Regions from separate parts of the Zea mays genome. Here region 1 is linked to region 2. The links are chromatin contacts, called in public Hi-C maps. All regions are on one chromosome and are shown on one strand. Each heading gives the region's core, a stretch centred on a gene start, on an enhancer-like site or on the middle of the called end of the contact. The rest is flanking DNA. Distances are from core to core; before and after follow the strand shown. Region 1 holds the start of LOC100191155. Region 2 holds the start of LOC100273833 (Phosphatidylinositol/phosphatidylcholine transfer protein SFH8).

Evidence for each region. A called contact is a pair of places that touch in the nucleus more often than the background predicts.
Region 1: a Hi-C map of leaf mesophyll shows a contact between it and region 2, with 2.4 times the contacts expected there. The contact joins the promoter of LOC100191155 here to the promoter of LOC100273833 in region 2. A contact is called at or near these places in 3 of 25 Hi-C or Micro-C datasets (leaf, leaf mesophyll and tassel).

What each region holds. Positions count from the first base shown.
Region 1 is chr5:78,718,098-78,721,169 of Zm-B73-REFERENCE-NAM-5.0, forward strand. It overlaps LOC100191155, which reads right to left and starts at 1,411. Exons shown (of 6, transcript NM_001136591.1): 1 at 1,167-1,411; 2 at 1,006-1,082; 3 at 842-912; 4 at 236-742. The coding sequence starts at 1,338. It overlaps LOC103626594, which reads left to right and starts at 1,494. Exons shown (of 8, transcript XM_008647003.4): 1 at 1,494-2,216; 2 at 2,314-2,439; 3 at 2,533-2,730. The coding sequence starts at 1,707.
Region 2 is chr5:78,186,479-78,189,584 of Zm-B73-REFERENCE-NAM-5.0, forward strand. LOC100273833 (Phosphatidylinositol/phosphatidylcholine transfer protein SFH8) reads left to right here and starts at 1,539. Exons shown (of 15, transcript NM_001360463.1): 1 at 1,539-1,754; 2 at 1,884-1,995; 3 at 2,968-3,106. The coding sequence starts at 1,962. LOC103626588 reads right to left here and starts at 843. Exons shown (of 6, transcript XM_020537684.2): 1 at 746-843; 2 at 1-22. The coding sequence starts at 20.

The DNA.
Region 1 (3,072 bases), core at 161-2,660, 530 kb after region 2:
GCTATGTATTTATAGAAGCCAAAAAATCTTATAATTTGGTACGGAGGGAGTAATAATTATATTGATTTCCAGGATGGATCGATACAAACTCGAATAGTCTTATTTTGGGCTCTAAAAAAATCAAAAGAATGAAGTGCATTTTCATCAATTAGACTAGAGAGATTGCTCCAGGTGGCTTAACTTGTTGCATATTCATTTTTATTTGCCAGTGATCAAGGTGAAGGGAAACATCTACCTGACATCATCTAATGTACGCCCTGTTTTCATTGTGTAGCTCTGGCGTGGACGCAGTAGATTCAAGTCTGAATCTGTTTCGGTTGAAGAGGTTAAAAGGGAAAACTCATCCTTATTTCCAGAAGCAGACCCATAGCTCAAAATCACAGATACATGAATACGCGAAGCAATAGCTGAACCAACAGGCGCAGATTCCAAGACTGCACCAACTAATTTGTCGAGCCGATTGATATCTGTCTTCATTCCTAACTTTCCTAACTTGCTGCTTGTGTTCTCCATGGCAACATGCATGAAGACTAGATCGAATTCAGATGTTTCCTGCACATCCCCATCCGAGAATCCTAGCAGATCAAATGCTCTTTTGATTAATCCATCCTCTTTAGTAATGCTGGACGAGCCAGATTGTGGGGCAAAATCATTGGTTTTAAAAACATGGAAACCAAGATTCGCTGCGAAGGAGCTGACATGGGGGCAACTGGTGACCAAGGCAGCTCTCAGGCCCATAAACCTGAAATTTCAGGGCAGCTACAACTGGTTAGTACTCTTACAAGATTAATTAACATCTTGTAAAGCACATGGATGGCACATGCATCCAGTTAGTACCCACCTCTCAAACAGCTTGGGAACCACGAGCTCCTGTGGATCCACTTGGGCAACTTCTTGACCACTTTCCTCATTCTAAAATGTAACAAGTTCAAGCACTATTACATACATCTCTTACTTTCTCGAGCAATCACTCCATTCCAACACAAATGGGAAGCAAGATCTCACCTTTCCGGGGTAGAGATGATCGTAAACGTCGAGCAGCTGCGCCAGTTCCAAAATCGTGCTGCTATTATCCTCGGTGCCTAGGCGTATCACAGCACAGAACTACGAACTGAGCGGCGACAAGTGACAAAGATGACGGGAGGTGAAGTCCGATGGATTAGTACCGGTCGTAGGATGGGAAGTCGGCGGGGAGCGTAGGGTGAGAAGGCCGCAGCAGGCGCGGGAGGCGAACGCGTCGAGGTGGCTCCCCGCGGCTGCGGAGCCCGGCGGGGGGATGAGCGCCGCGGCGTGGCCGGCGGCGTAGACGACCAGCGCGCGGCTCGGCTTGTCCGCCATGGCCGCACCCGCACTTCTCTCGCCGGAGTCGCCTACTTGCCTCCTTTACTCTCTGTCTGCCCCCTCCGCGGTGCCACCACGCGTCTGGACAGGGCCCACGTGTCACAAGGACGACAAGATTATTAATGGGCTGATCATGGGCCTCTAAACTGACTAGGCCCACTTGCAAAATTCTAACAGCCACCAACGTCCGCGCAGAAAAAAAAAGCAGGAAAAAAGTCGAGAAGGAAAACCCCTAACCCTAGGCAAGGGCCTCCCCCGCCGTCTCGTGTCGGCATAAACCCCAGCCGTCTCTCCTCGACTCTCCGAGGCACGGCCCTGCCTCTCCGCCTCGACTCTGTGGTAAGCATCGCGGCGAGGGAGCTCCGATGGCCGGGAAAAAACGGACCCAGACTGATCGCGCGGTTCTGGAGGCGGTGCCTGCCTCGGACGCTATCCGGAATGAGGCTGCAGCTGCGGAGGCGCCGGCGAAGAAGAAGCTGGCCATGGAGCGGAAGAAGGAGCGGAAGGAGATGGATAAGGAGCGCCACCGCCAGTCGGCCGAATTTGCCAAGCCCCAGCCGCCGGCAGCGGAGTCTGCGGCTCCTGTGAATCCCCCGGCCGCTCCGGTGGCTGTGGGACCGGGACTGCACATGAACGTGTTCAGAGACCTGGCATCACCAGAGGCATCGGTTAGAGAGGCTGCAGCCGAGGCGCTGGTGGTGGAGCTCCGGCAAGTGCAGAAGGCGTACGAGAAGAGCGCGCGGAATGGGGAGAGGGATGCTGGTGATGGGGATACGCAGATGGAGGCTGAGAAGGACGACGGGCTGGATAACTGCGCCCCATCAGTGCGTTACGCCATCCGGCGGCTTATTCGTGGCATCTCTTCTTCTAGAGAGGTAGAAATGTTTTTCCATGAGTTCAGGACAAGCTTAGTTTGAGTTGGCTGATGTCACGATCTGCTTTACTCTATTAACTTCGGAAATTTGTTTGCAGTATGCAAGGCAAGGATTTGCTTTGGGTCTTGCCGCTGTCCTCGAATCGATTCGGGCAATCAAGGTGGAAGCAATTATGAAGTTGATCCCTAATTTATTGGAACATTCATCTTCTATGAAGGGACCGGTAAATTGAAAAACTAATGTCACTACTCAGTACTCATTATGGCTATCAACATGTCTCTTTCCTGTTTTGATGGCAACTTACGTTTCTGTTTAGGAAGCTAAGGACAATCTTTTGGGGCGCCTGTTTGGATTTGGAGCAATTGAGAGGTCTGGTCGTGTGTCACGACAGTGGTCACGTGACAAAAGCTCACCCATTGTTAAGGAATTTGTGAGTGTGGTTGTAGAACTCGGTGGCAAGAAACGATATTTGACGGAGCCTGCAGTTGCTGTGATTCTGGATTTAGTCAGGAAGGTACATCTTTCAAGCACACACTGATACGGCTTTAACACGTGATACTCTTTTATTATAGTGTGATGCATATAATGTTAGGATTAAACTTTTTGCGCCGCTGCCAGTGATAGAAACGTGCAGTTTTTTATATATTTATCATTGTTAATTTCATGTTATGTATTCCCCGTTCTTTTTTTTGAATCAAGTTATTTTAATTAATTAGTGATCTTACCAGTGTTATATAAAAACGAACGGAGTAGCTAATTAACAAAATAATTGCAGACTTGAAGCAAATAATTTTGTTGGACTATATGTATGTATGAATATGAGGTGTAGTTTTACCCTATCCGTCTGATAGAAGTG
Region 2 (3,106 bases), core at 289-2,788:
GCGAATCCAGACTCCTCCATCTCTGCATACACACAGGATCAGATCTCAAGGTCAAGGGTGACATTGGAACAAAACAACAGAGGAGGCAGAAACGAAAACTGGTCTTGGAGGTGTGATTGGACAACACAAGTTTGATGTTTTCTCTAGAAGGAACAAATGGTTTTGTACTTAAGGAAATATGGTTCCAGAGCCAGTAGAAGTATCTATGTCAGTTGTTTACTAACTTCACCGTTGGAATTATGGTATACTGGTTCACATTGGTGTGTTTGGTTGCACGCGGAGGTAGTATATTCTCATGTCAATGTTTTTTATTAGGAATCAATGCAAATAACAGTTCCAACAAAAGGTTATATTGGTATGCCATTTTGTTTCATTTCCTAATCCTGATGGGGTGTAGTCAATGCATGCTGAAGGACCCAAAAATACTTCTACTCGACGAGGCAACAAGTGCTCTGGATGCTGAAGGAGAGCACATTGTTCAAGATGCACTGAACCAAGTGATGGTTAGCAGGACCACCATTGTTGTGGCACACCGACTGTCCACGTTTAAAGGGACAGATATGATCGTAGTCATGAATATTGTCCTGGAGATATCAAACCCTATGTTTCAATCAGTTCACTCGGGTTCACAGGCTCGTTGGAGATCATCCGGGTCCACCCGACACGGTCCTTCTCGAGATCGACGGTGGCATATATCTTGGTGGTGACAGGAAAGCGAGAAGGTGAAGGGGAGACCGGGGAGTACCTTACGGATGAACTTGGGGGCGCCGCCAGTGGCGCGGTGCGGGTTGGAGAGCGACTCGGCCTCGAAGATGGTGGCGTGGAGCGTGCCGTGGAGCAAGATCTGAGTCGAGGAGGCGGCGACTCACCTCCTTGGAGTAGGGACAGCGTCAAAGGGATTCATAGGGACCTGCGACTCACCTCGATGGCGCGCGGCGCGGGATCGACGTCGGCGGCCGGGATTCGTAGGGACGGCGCGTGCGGATCGCGAGCGGCAGATTGTTGACGCACGCGGATCCACCACGGCATGCCGTCGCCAAGGGAGGGGAGGGGAGCGGGGGCCTGGTATGGTCTACACCCGAGAGGTTCGGGCAGGGGGATTCGCCGCGGGTGGGAGGGAATCGCGGCGGGGGGACGGTCGTGCGCGTGATTTGCCGCGGGCAGGAGGGGAATCGCGGCGGGGGCGTTCGTGCGCGGGATTCGCGGCATGCGTTGGCTGCTGAGGCGGGGGCAGTCTACACTGTCCCCTTAATAGTATATAAAAATATATATATCAAAATTATACGAACCTATTAATTAACTAAAATAAATTTTAATTTGGAAGTTAGGAGCTTATAAATAGAGTTTTTATTTTCTCCTATCCATCCTGAGCGGCAGCCGGCGAAGTAGAGTCCCGATTCTGCTGAAACCCAGGGGCTAGAACGTAAACGAGCCGGACGCATCCATAAAGATATCCCGCACCGAATTTCCCCCAATTTCCGGAGGAGGACGCTGCCGGCTGCCCCACCCCGTCCCCTACCTTCGTAGTTCCTCCCTCTTTTTCTCTCTCTCTCCTTCATCAGCTTCGCCCTCCACCTCCATCCTCTTCTTTACTTTAAAGTTACTCCCACTAGCCCCAGCCCCCGCGCCGTCCCATCACCCCCAATCCCAGCCTTCTCCTCCTCGACGACACCACACGCCCCCAAAAAATCCCCCTTCGCCTCGGATTCCCACGCGGCCCTCGAGTCGCCGGCGCCCGCCGACGCCACAGCGAGGTACGAAGCGCGGGCAGATGGGAATCTCAGGCGCGCCGCCGAACCCCGCCCCGCTCTGCTGCCCTTATTTGTTCGATCCTCTTCGGAGTGGGCGATTCTAGGGTTTCTGACGGGCGCGAATGAATGCAGGTGGTTCCGTTCAAGGCTTGGGAGGCGGAAGTAGGGAGCGGGAGGATCCGTTCGCGTCCAGCGCCCGTTGACGCGCCCATGTCGGGCCACCTCGATCGCTTCGCGCGGCCATGTGAGTTCCGAGGCTCCTCCCCTCAACGTGGCCTTTTCCTCCTTAGATTTCTCTCGCGGCCGCATAGGCCCATACGCGTAGGGCGACCGCAATCTCTTGCGGCGTTGATTTTCCATAATCCGACTAGCTGATTGCCCCCCTAATCCCCCAACACCGGCGGCGCAGTCTACCTGGTTTTCCGTGATCCGGCTAGCTGATTATGAGGCATCGGCGAGCTCGCTAGCTAATCATGAGGCATCGGCGAGCTCGCCGGGTTAATTCGCCCTGGTCCTTTTTTGCGGCTCTCACGCGGCGTGTCTGTCTCGCCATGCGCTTTGACCGGTTCAGTGCTGCGTCGTATAGGTCTCGTCGGAGTTTCTTCGACCAGATAGATGGGCGCGTAGCTTCCTACGAAGGAGGGTGGCTGAGCCGGATTTGTCGGTTTCACAATAAACTTCGGGCCTTTGTATTCGTATTGGATTTGTCCCCAGGCAAGTTGTCAACCGTTAAGGTCTCAAACTGATTTCACCATTGGACAGCGCCTTGTTGTCTTGAGCCTTGACCTGTTCAATAGTGGCAAGCTCTGAACCAGTGCAAATCTAAACACCACATATTTCAAAACATGTATGTGCTTCCTTCTGAAACTTGCATACAAGTCGGAATACCTGGAGGCCGGAGTGTTACTGCTAACAGTAAAGTTGTAAACACAGAACCATTTAGTCAGGAACCTTGGCTGGATTCACTGCTAGAAATAATCACTTCGTTGGGAAGTTGTTGTGGCCTGTCACTTCACTTGCTAGCATGATGAGCTTCAGAGGAGCTGAAGGTTGTATATTCAGTTTCTAGAGCTGTAGTTTTCTTTTGAAGTAACTCAGCGTTGTAAGTTTGGCTGAGCTGACTTGGAAGTTTTTTTCCTGGGCAGAACAAGGAGCACAATTCAATTCAATGTCAAGCCCTATTCATTTATTAGTTACTTTCATTGCATCATATCAGGTTTTGAAGGGCGCTCAAGTCATGATGAATGCAGAGACCATAAGTCAGACTTTGAAGTCTCTGAAGACGAAAAGAAGACCAGAATGGGCTCTTTGAAGAAAAAAGCAATAGATGCATCAACTAAGATTAGGCATTCATT